Linked DNA regions of Gossypium hirsutum: region 2 is linked to region 1. A link is a contact called in public Hi-C data. All regions are on one chromosome and are shown on one strand. The core of a region is the stretch at or near the end of the contact, and the rest is flanking DNA. Distances in the headings are between cores, read along the strand shown.

Evidence for each region. Hi-C and Micro-C count contacts between places; a contact is called where the count stands out from the background.
Region 2: a Hi-C map of leaf shows a contact between it and region 1, with 2.9 times the contacts expected there. The contact joins the promoter of LOC107957118 here to the promoter of LOC107957115 in region 1. A contact is called at or near these places in 4 of 34 Hi-C or Micro-C datasets (hypocotyl and leaf).

What each region holds. Positions count from the first base shown.
Region 1 is chrA05:95,315,116-95,321,245 of Gossypium_hirsutum_v2.1, forward strand. LOC107957115 reads left to right here and starts at 1,711. Exons shown (of 5, transcript XM_016892557.2): 1 at 1,711-2,346; 2 at 2,490-2,636; 3 at 2,868-3,321; 4 at 3,417-3,626; 5 at 3,885-4,204. The coding sequence starts at 2,567. The coding sequence ends at 4,077. LOC107957114 (adenylosuccinate lyase) reads left to right here. Exons shown (of 10, transcript XM_041114159.1): 8 at 1-77; 9 at 698-766; 10 at 900-1,380. The coding sequence ends at 1,199.
Region 2 is chrA05:95,540,000-95,545,575 of Gossypium_hirsutum_v2.1, forward strand. It overlaps LOC107957118 (immediate early response 3-interacting protein 1), which reads left to right and starts at 1,987. Exons shown (of 3, transcript XM_016892559.2): 1 at 1,987-2,140; 2 at 2,748-2,995; 3 at 3,703-4,033. The coding sequence starts at 2,751. The coding sequence ends at 2,984.

The DNA of each region.
Region 1 (6,130 bases), core at 461-2,960:
TGAGGAACATGGGGGGAGGACTTGGTCATTCCCTTCTTGCTTACAAAAGTGCGCTGCAAGGAATAGGAAAGCTCCAGGTATGTTGCATAACATGAAGGTTCTGATCTCCTTTAAGTGTATTTTAGTGCCAAAGGTTCTTGTTAATTAAGTCCTGTATTTGGTTATTAGTTTGTGAAAGGTCTAATTATGCCCTTGCCCCTGTACTCCTTGGACTTCGATATTTAGTCCCTCTGCTTTTAGTTCTTAGGGTTTAAAATCCGAGGGATAACGCTGTTAATTGACTTATGTTAAATTTGAGTATCAATTGGACTTAACTTATTTAAAAGTTTGAATGTTCAAATGTCACATTTTCAAATTTAACGATAATCCATTGATTTTGTTATCTGTTGGATTTTAATTTTCAAATTTGACAAATGAGGGACTAAATTCCTGGAAATAAAAGCTAAAGTATTAAATTTTAAAAAGTCTAAAAAGAGTACAAGGACTTGGGGCATTTTTAAATCTTTGTGAAAATTTTGACTTCATGATACATCTATGACTTGTGGTAAGGCACGTTAGTTTATTTTCTTCAACTAGTGATAGTTAGCCGCTTGATATCACCTGTGATGCAAAAGCCCTTGCTAATCCTTCTCTAAATTGTAGTTTTGGGTGCTTTACTGCATACTACCATCTCTCTTAAGCTCCCTTTTGATTCCAGGTCAATGAAGCTCGGTTAAGCGAAGACTTGAACCAGGCATGGGAGGTACTTGCGGAGCCAATTCAGACTGTATGTATCTTCTGATCTACATTTATTGAATGCCCTTTTCTGTTTCAATTTTTTTGTAAGCGCAAAGTAATAGAGGCTAGATGGATAGTATTTTGATTCATCTTTTTGTTTCTCTTTTTAACTTGATCTGTAGGTCATGCGTAGATATGGTGTTCCAGAGCCTTACGAGAAGCTGAAGGAGCTTACTAGGGGGAGAGCAGTTACCAAAGAAAGTATAAGGGAATTTATTGAAGGCTTGGAATTACCCGAAGAAGCTAAGACTCATCTTTTGAAGTTAACGCCACATTCCTACGTGGGTGCAGCCGTTGAATTAGCCAAGACTGTGGATTCAGCTGTGAACGTGATAAACGGTTCTGAGGTTTTGGAAAACATGTCGTTGAAAGAATTAGCCAAGAAACTTAGTCATATTGTTGCACCATATGAGACTGGTTAAGTATTAAGATGATAAATGTGGTAGCTATTCTTTGAAAAAAACAAATTCAGAGAGGGTACAAGGTGAGACAAATCCCTACTGGTGGAAGTGATTATCATGTCATGTTCATATGGTGTCATGAACTCTGAGCTGAGATTTTGTAAGCAATCTTAATAATGAAAATTAACTTGAATTGCTGTCACGTTCTCCACTAACTGATGAAGACTTTGTATTGAATGCGACATATGAGACATAACACATGTCAACATAATAATAGCAAAAATAAGCATGAATATGATGATATGAACCAGTCTGTACAGAGATTTTCACCAGGTGTACCTATAGAGTTTCTTGTACACTTTATCACGGCAGAATCTTTTGACTAGCAAAAACATCATCATCAAATATATTCTTTTTTAACAACATAATTGGTGGAGCATACACTACAAAAATACATTGCATGATTGAGATGGTGGAGCCCAAGAATTATCATACCAACTATATTTAATCAAATTCTCTGCTTTTAAACAAAATTGCAAGTAAAACCCTGGAATAATCTCCTTGTTGTCAAAACTACCCCCGATTTTAAAGTAAAAACACTACGCAATCTGTCATGTTTAAAGTCATCGTCGTCCTTGGAAAGAAGCCGTTAACAATGATCCACACAGTACAAAGAAGGAAGCTTCTCTACGAAAGAGATACAGTCGTTTTTGTTGTCAGGTTTTCATTTTCTTATCCTCTACAGGTAAAAGCCTTCGAAAGCCTCTCTCAGGTTCTCTCTCTTCTCTTGTCTCTTTGCCTTTCCTTGTATTGTTTAACTTTAAGATAATGAGGAACAAAAATAAACCCAGTTTTTGCATTATTAATTGCATCAGAATTCAATTCTGTTTTGTTATTAACTCATGGTAATTTGGGTATGAAGTTATTTCTTTTTCTTAATTGTTGTTTTTATTTTATTTTTTACCAAATTGCTACTGTGAAGCAATGAGTTGATCAGCAAATTTTGGACTTTAATGATTATTAGTATTATATCTAGAAAGTCAAATGGTTATGGACCCTTTCCTTCCTTAGAAAGATATTCTTGATAAAAATGGAAACTTGATTCCTTGTCAAGAGGGCAATGAAGTTTGAGTGCTAGCTCAGACCATGGTAGATCATGAAGCTGCTTGTAAGTTGCAGCTGTAAAGTTGGGATTTTTTGTCTTGATTTATCATATCAGTGATTGCCACCATATGGTTAAAGGGGTTTGTTTTGGGGCGGGGGGGGGGGGTGGAATCTTCTATATCAGTTGATTGTTATTTGTCGTTTCAGGTGACCCTTCAATGATTTTGAAGGGATCTGGGCAGAATTTTGCAGCCCTGATATGAATCTGGCTTGACTGAATCACAATGTCAGCTTATGGCCATCAAATGGAACGGGAGTTCTCCTCTCAGAGTCTCTTGAGTAGGGAAGATACTGGTAAGGCACTTCTTTATTAGATCCCAACAGTTCTTTCAATTCCAATACCCTTTTCTCAGAGGCTTTTAACCATTCATTTGGCATGACTGGATTGTTAATTAATCCAAATATTTTGTATGCAACATTGTTTTAATGGGTTGACTGCTTAACTCATTTCGTTTTTATGGTTCCTACTGCTAAACCTTCCGATGTTCGATATAAATACGTATTAATCTCGGTCGTTCTTGACAGAGAGTGGAAGCCAATATGTGTTGGAGTCGGGATTCTACATGAAATCTTTTGCTGCAACAATCTTCATTGCTGGTCTTCTAATTGTTGGTGTTCTTTCAGTAACTTTACTTGTAACATTAGCAGTAATGTTGCGATCCTGTGAAAGTAGGAGCAAGGGAGTGGTGGAGATTGAGAAAGCAAGTGATAGCTACCATTATTGCAAGGCTTTTGCTTTACATGGGGAACTCAACAGCTTGGAAGAACCCGAGATTCCTCCAGTCTGCTGGAATCTAGCCATTCATTATATCGAAGGGGGAGAATACGAACGAGACTTAAATTTCATGATTTCGATGATTGAGAGCTTCTTCGATACTATTTCACCATCGGACAATCATTTGGATGCTGTGTTAATAGACATAGATGACATCCTTGCTTCAAATCATACATACACCTATCAATCAATGCACCAGCAACAGTAATTCCGCTTATTTTTTTCTATGTTACTTGGGACTTTGTCATTTTCCTGTTAATAAATTACTTAAACCAGATTAAACTCATGTTTTGGCTCAGGTTCAACCAATATGGCTCTAACAAACCAAGTGGTTCCATCGAAGATGCAGCCAATCTGAAGCACTGGCGAATACTGGAATTGTATGTGAAGCTTAAGTCAAGAGGATGGTCTTTGATTCTATTATCAAGGAAGCCTGAGAGACAGCGAAATGTTACTGCTGAACAGCTCAAGGCTGTGGGATTTAATGGTTGGTCTTCTTTGATTATGAGGTAATGTTGGTACTTGCACTTTTTCTTTTTCAAAATTTTGGTCTTATGTGCATAAGTAGTTGCATGATAACCATCTCGAGTCATAGAGAAAGTTTTTCTTTTCTACTGCGTTGTTTCTTGCAAGATTTTTCGGGGACAAAAGAGGCTGCTGCTTGGAGATATGGAAAAAGGGTTATAGAAGTTGAGATTCGAATACTAAACCACGTGATGTCACTTCTTAAAAGTGATTGAGCTAAGCTTTTCAGGAAAATAATGCAGGTCAGATAGCGAAATGGAAACGGAAACATGGGAATACTTTAGTAGACGAAGAACAGCAATGAAAGAAGGAGGCACTCAAATAATCAGTGTCATTAGCAGCCAATTGGATGCTTTAACGGGCTCATCTTTGGGAAAACGTGTTTTTAAGCTTCCAAAACCTCTGCGTTACAATACTCAAACCCCAACACTTTGACGTTAGATCTGGCGTATTTTTTTATTTTTTTTTCTGCTTACAGTTTCTGGAAATTTTCAATTAAACAACATGGACGATTGGAGATTTTCGGGATACTTGTATCTACTTCGCCGAATCTTCTTTTTCAGACATTGGAAATTTTCCAACTTTTCAAAATAACAGACAGAACCATGCATCAACTAAAACAATATCCATTTTTATGAAGCCCAACCATGCAAAGCCTTCCTTTTTAAGCAGAGACACTCACCAAGTTTGTCTTGAATATATAAAAATTGAAGTATTATATTACAAATTTTATAGAGACCACTTCACCAAGAAGTGTTAGATGTGAGCATATTTTTTTTTTCTATGTTTATCATGTATTTGAAAGATGATATCCTTTATATCTATATTTGAGAATGTGTTTAAAATATCCAGCCACTCTGTGTTTTCTCTTCCAACTTTTGTTTCAACCATTAACATTATCATGGCAAGTAAGATAAGAAATGGTCCATTGTTGAAAACAAGCAAAGCTGAAATGATAAACAAAAGAAACACTAACAAAAAGGACAAAATCAAATTCTCTTTGGAAAGTCTCATTAACAAGAACTTACACTCAAATATCATTACCACTTTTAAGTTTCTAAAAAATATTTAATCCTACTTTCTTTACCAAAGAAAACCCAGAAAGAGCTTAGAAATCAACCCCACCAAATAAGCTAAGTTCTACAATAAAACTTTCCCAGAAAATACACAGGAATCTTTTAACAGTTCAACTGTTAATCACAACCCACATTAACAGAAAATAAAAACAAAAAATCACCAAAGGAATAACCATAGCAAGGCAAAGAAATGAATCCCAAACCACCCAGAAATCTCATCATCAGCAGCAGCAGAGAATTCCACACCATATTTCATAGTCATATTCTCTGATCAAATTCCCCATTTCCTCGCTCTTTACTCATGGTCCATTAGCTCATAAACATAAACCTGTGCCACCCCTTCTTTCGTCTAGTCTTGGAATAAAGCAAACCCGAGAGGGGATTTCGCTGTTGAGTCGAAAAAGATAGATCAGAACGAGGAATTCGTTTGCTCCAAGAAAGAACTGTAGTAAGGGTATTATGATGAGGTCGCCGTCGGGAAAGCGGTGGTGATTGTGGAGAAGAAAGAGAAAGGGGTGGAGATTGGGATTGTGACGATACCCAGATGCGGAAGAGGTAGATGAAGGGGCCTGATTACTGACAGCTAGAAAGGGAAGAACTTTTGTTGTAGGGAGAAGGTTCCTGATTTTAGGAGGAGGGTAGAAAGGAAGAAAGTGGCGGTGAAGGCAGTGGAGAGGGAGGAGAAAGTTTGGGATGGTGAGGAAACGGGAAGTGTTGGAGAATGAGATGGGTTGGTGGAAATCTTGTCAGGAGGAGAATGTGATACTGATAGGAGGGAGGAGGCGAAGTGAATGAAAAAAAAAAAAAACGAGAAAGGAAGGGATTTTCATGGTTTTATATATATATATAGAATGAAGGGAGTAGAGGTAAGTAAAACTTAATTTCATTCGAAAAAATTAAAAAAAATTTAAATTTTGAGTTAAATTAATTAAGTTATTTGAGTTAATTGAATTATTCGATTCAATTAAATTTTTTTTAAATTTTGAGTTTAAATCGAGTTAAATTTTTGAATTCGAATAATTCGAATAATTTGAATAAATCAAATATTAAATTATAATATTACCCAAAATTTTCAAATTTTTACTTTTTTCTCAAAAATTTTACTCTTTCTCACTTACCCCAAAATTTTTACTCTCCTTCCATCTCAACTAACCCCCATCTACTCAAAATCCATTTCCATCAAAATTTTACTTTCCCATTTATTTTTTCTCAAAATTTTACTCCCAATAACCCTCAAAATTTTTTATTTTCCCCTAAAATTTTTACTCCCTCTCATTTTTCCCCTAAAATTTTTACTTCCTTCCCATCCCACCCTCCATCTACCCCAAACCCATCCCCCATCCCCCCAAATTTTTTAATTAATATTTTTATGCCAAAATTTTACTACCCCTATTTACTTTTCTCAAACTTTA
Region 2 (5,576 bases), core at 737-3,236, 230 kb after region 1:
ATCTTGTGTATCAAGGAATGAGTATTTATACCCATGCACATGCATGAATTTTGTTTCTGATTTATTGCCTATAACCATGCATGCATCGACTCTTTAAACACGTCTCTTTTGATGCAAGTCATGATCAAGGGTCAAAGCCACTTACCTAGATATATAGTAGCTAAACTTAAATGAAATAATGTAAATAACAGACTCAAGGTATAAAGGAACTCACCAGAAATATTCACTTAGAACTTTCCTACTCAATGGGTTCTTTCCTTTTAGCACCAGGACTTTCTCCCCTATCTTTGGCTAAAATAATCAAATGACTTCTTTTAAATATAAGAATAACTAAAACTTAATGAAATAACATGAATCAATGAACGTACAAATAATTTAGGGATGGAACTTTCCTTCCTATGTAGTATTCAAATGAAAGCCCTGCTGAATAGCTCTTACAACAACTCCTTTCTATCTAGTAAACTTAAAGAAGAATTTAAGAACTTACCAACAGACAGCTTAAGGAAAGAAGCTTCTATAAGCTTGACACAGAAGCATTGTGAGTGTGATAAAAGCATAGAAAGGGATAAAAGCAAAGAGAGTGTTAAGTATTTATAGTGAAATAAAAATATGAGGAATTGAGAAAAATCTCACTCATATTGGCACAAAAACTCATAAGTGCAACAAATACATAGACAACAAATCACCATCCATAAGCAACATACCCGGAACATCATCCATGATACAATTAACATCTTATAAGCAAATATTACTTTGTTATTTCTTGACATATTAGCCTTGTACAATGTGATCTTTTCTTTTGAACGAGTTACCTTTAATTGCATTCTTTGCATTTCTTTTATATTGAGTTCATTGTTCTTAAATCCTAATCTCCCATTCTCTGTCAACAACATCTTATTTTGCAAAATTATTTTATCAATTATGCATCCCTGTTCTTCTCCCATTGAATTCATATTGTTACCGTTCAATTTAACCCATTGGAAAAAATCACAACCCTCAGTTTTCCTTTCTCACATAGAACAAAAAAAAAATAGAGCATATATGTGTAACTAAGGTAAAATTTACATATTTCCAACTTGAAACAAAATAATTCAAATTTATTTCCAAAACATGTTAAAACACTAAACCCTAAATTACACAAAATATTCAACCAAAATCACAAAGCCTTTTGTTTTTTTGCACACACAACAATGGTAGTACACAACCAATGCACAAACCCTAATTTCCTTCAACCCAACAATTAAAATTCAAACTTTTACATTTTTGAACTTCGCACACCTAAATAATTTTCTCCCTTTGTTCCGTGGAGTATTCACGTTGCAAACAGGAGCTCTTAACCCACAATGATAGTACACAACCTCATTTGACCACTTGATTTTTTTGTTGGTTGGTGAAGCCATTTTTCCTTATTTTCTTCTTCGACTCTAGTTATGGGAATTGGGCGTGTTATCAGGATAAACCCTAAAAGAATATTAACAAAAATATTAGAAAATGATGAATAGGTAGAAAAAAATAAAAAGATTAGAATGTTAAATAATCGGGTGAAATGATTTAAGGTAATTTTTATTATAATTAATGGAAAAAAGTATTCAATTTTTATTTTCCAAGCAAAAAAAAAGAAGACCCAATCACTGCCAAATAGGACTCCACTTGACGCCTAACGATTAACCAGTTGCCACATTATAAAAAAACGAACGAATTACATTTGAGTTCTAATTTAGTTGACAAAAAAAAAGTTTGAGTACTAACCTAGGAAAAAAAATCTTAAGTATCAATTTGGGAGAAGTGGACAAGTACCGATTTTTTATTTAAGCCTTTTTGTATTAATGAATTACTTATATAATTTATTATTTTCAATTTTCTTTAATATTATTTTAGTGCCATTAAATACAGGTTAATATATCGGTACATAAAAAAGAAACCATACATTTGGGCTTTGGGTAGTAGGGGGAAATTACATTTGGGTGTTTGGTCTTAAAAGTACTACCCTTTTGTGCCTTGATGGATCCGAACCGACCCATTTCAAACCGGATTTATTTACGGGTCCTTTTCCATTTCTAAATGTCGAATCTATTTACAGTTGCAAGGAAGGAACCTACTCTCTCAATCTGCAGCACCCATATCTTCACTTCTTTTGCATGTAACCTTTAATTCTTTATTTATTTTCTCAATGTTCCCTTTAATCTCTTTCATTCTGATGCTTTGTATTGTTCAATGTTTAAACATGGTCTTTTTATTTAGAAATCATGATCTGCTTTTTGTTTCCCTTCAAATTCCATAGATTTTAAGTTGTTTATTATGTTTTTGTTTTCTATATATAGATAAGAACCCATGGATCTAGTCCCTCTAAATCCAACAAAGTATTTATTTTTCGAATGGGTTTTAATTTTTAGTCAACATCGGAATCCCTTTGATCTGCTTTTCTGAGTTTACCCTCTTTTCCATAGCTTGCTTATGGAATATGGGGTTTTACTAAATCACCTTATTGGTGTTCTAGAAATCAAAATGAACTCAATTATCGTTGATGTTATGTTTGCATTTAGAAGTTTATTCTAGCTGAAACTGAAGATGCTGTAATGGGTTTTTTAGTTACTTATGCCTGCTGCGTGTTTAAGAATCTTTATGTTATTTCTGTTTTGTTTTCCGGATTCATAATTGATGGATTTTTCTTTATCTTCATGGCTACGCTTTTGTGTGAAATGTTTTAGAAGTTGGTTGAAGATTAATAGAAACCCTTTAATATGCAGAAAATGGGCTTGTGGACGTTATTAGAAGGATTTTTGCTTCTTGCAAATGCTTTGGCAATATTAAATGAGGATCGTTTTCTTGCTCCCAGAGGATGGAGTTTCTCGGATTTCTCTGCAGGGCGTACAAAGTCATTTAAAGGGCAACTTATTGGTCTCATTTACGCCACTCAATACATGAGAGTTCCTCTCATACTACTTAATGCAATCTGCATTTTTGTTAAGCTAGTTTCTGGTTGATGCTGCGCTAGGTAAGATGTTTATGTCTATGGCTGATGATTGGTTGAATTTGTATTAGGTTCTCAAACAGATGCCCCTTGTTTTTTTTTTTTGCATTCAAGAACTTGTTTATTAGTTGTGATGACCATTTTAGTCGGTTTTGTTTTCTGATTTCTACAAATTACATGGATTTAAAATGGTGTGATGAATAGGTGTCTGAAACTTAAGCTGAATGATTATTAGTTATTTCTAAACCTATTAATTGGTTGAATATATTGTGAAAAGGGAAACTCTTAGTCTTAGATTAATTTTTCTGATTACCATTGTTGAATTACACACCCGAAACTTATGAAGTTTGAATAAGATCTTTTTAAGACTGCAAGTTCTATAATGTATTACTTGACCAAAACGTTGACTAGGCCAGAGCAGGAATGGCGGAAGCTGCCTTTCAAACCTTTTTCCAGGTCTGATAAATTTCTGTTAATTTTACCAGGACATGTAAATTAAGTAAATAAATTGATTGTTTGAATTGGCTATCCATCACAGAGAAAAGAGGATAACTACATTTGTATCTTCATGCTTTTCTGTTGCTTCCTATTTGGTTATTTGAGAATTATTGTTCTCTTCCCTTTTCAATCTTAAGCATGCCACAGATTTCACCTTTGTGATTCCTGATATTCTTAAGCATGCGCGTCTCCTGATATTCTTAGAATGTGATTCCTTATCTGTTAATTATTAGCAGAACGCATGAAGTCGAATATGGAGCATAGGAATTTGCCGAAGGTTGTGTAAGACGGAAGCAGTCAGTTCAAAAATTAGGTGATGTATCTGTTTTACACTTAAGTTTGTATCCCACCTCCTTTTAAAATTGAATTTGAGGTTTCATGATGGGATTTTATCGAACCTGGAAATGTGATAACTTGATAGCTCTAGCATTTGTATAATTTGGAGACTTTACGCTGTCATTTTGAAATATACAGTTTATTGTGCCTGGAATTTCTATTAATTGCTGCTGTATGAACATGATATTTGAAAATGGAGTTCAAGTTTGGGGGTGGGGTGGTTTGATTTCTGGTGAATTTTTTCCATTTTGGGATTGGATTCTGATGCTAGAACCAAAGTTAAGTTTGAGTTTAAGGCAAGTATGGGTGGAAATATTTAAAGGTACCATTGGCGTTCCTAATCGTGCTTCTATAACCCAAATCAGATCCAAAAACCTATAATGCACCGTTGATGCAGCATTCTTAGATGATAGAACTAAACATGCATGAATAGTCCTAGAACAGAAGTTACAACTTCGAACAAACAGAACCACAAAAAATGGGAAGCATGTGCTTCTCATTGTGAATTATGGATTAGTTCAGTATCACATGATTCAGGGATTCTAAATTCATTATTTAAAAAAAAAAACACTATCTTATTATTCACCTTTTTTTTTTCAGTTTTTGACTCATGTAGGGTTAGACCTGTTCATGGGTTGGGTCACTTACCTTGAATTGAAGATTTGTCTGAAAAATAAGAAGGTTTGGATAAAATATGAGGCTTGAAAAATAAGTTTGGATAAAATTTAAGACTTGTTATATATATGGGTCAAGCCTTGGACAAGATTTTTTGACTTGAACACTGTCCGGTCTAGTCCGAATATATTATGTTATAAAATAAAATATATTAATTATATATATTAAATAATAATTATATATATTTATATCAAATTACTAACTCAAGCAATTGAACCCATTACCCAAAGCTAAAATAATAATAATAATAACACCTTACCCAATTAAATAGTTTAGCTCAAAATATAAAGTTTTAAAAATTGTATGTAATATAATAAAATATTTATTATATTTATTTGTGTTTTTTTAATATAATAAAACATTTATTATATTTATGGTAATGTTTTTAATATAAATATTTTTAATGTGTTAGAAAATTTTTATTTTAGTGTTTTATAAGTGTATTTAGTGAATTATATTTTCTAAAAATTTTATTTTTAAATAAAAACTAATCTAAAAAAATTAAATATGAGTGGATTGGGTCCGAGTTTACTTTTCTTAAATTGGGCTGGGTTCAGATAAAAAAGTAAGTTTATTTTTTGAGTTGAGTTAAGCCCGAGTTTAAAAATTTGATCTAAATATCTTATATAGATTTGGTCTGACCCATGAATATCTTTAGATGCGGTCTAATATAGTTTAAAAGATAATTATGTAATTTTTAATTTGTATTAGTTCAGTAGCACACGATTCAGTGATTTCGAACTTGGAATCATCAGTAGCAAGATTTTTAGATTGAAAGATGGAACAATGTGATTGAAAAATGGATACTAACATTTTCCAAATATAGAGACCATTGAACTGACAACTTCAAATAACTGTTAATTAAAATGAAGATCCCAGAAGAACCACGTTGCCCTGCAATTCTTAATGGGGTTGAGACCAACATAATCTGGATGTGACATCTATTAAGTTTAATATTTTGATTTCTTACCCTATGCCGTGAGGACCATGACCCCATTTATTTATTTTTTATTTAAAAAAAATAGGGTGTAAACCCAGCTTCCTTGGACTGATTCTTTTCCACTCTGGCAATGATAGCCACATAACAAACTGCAGT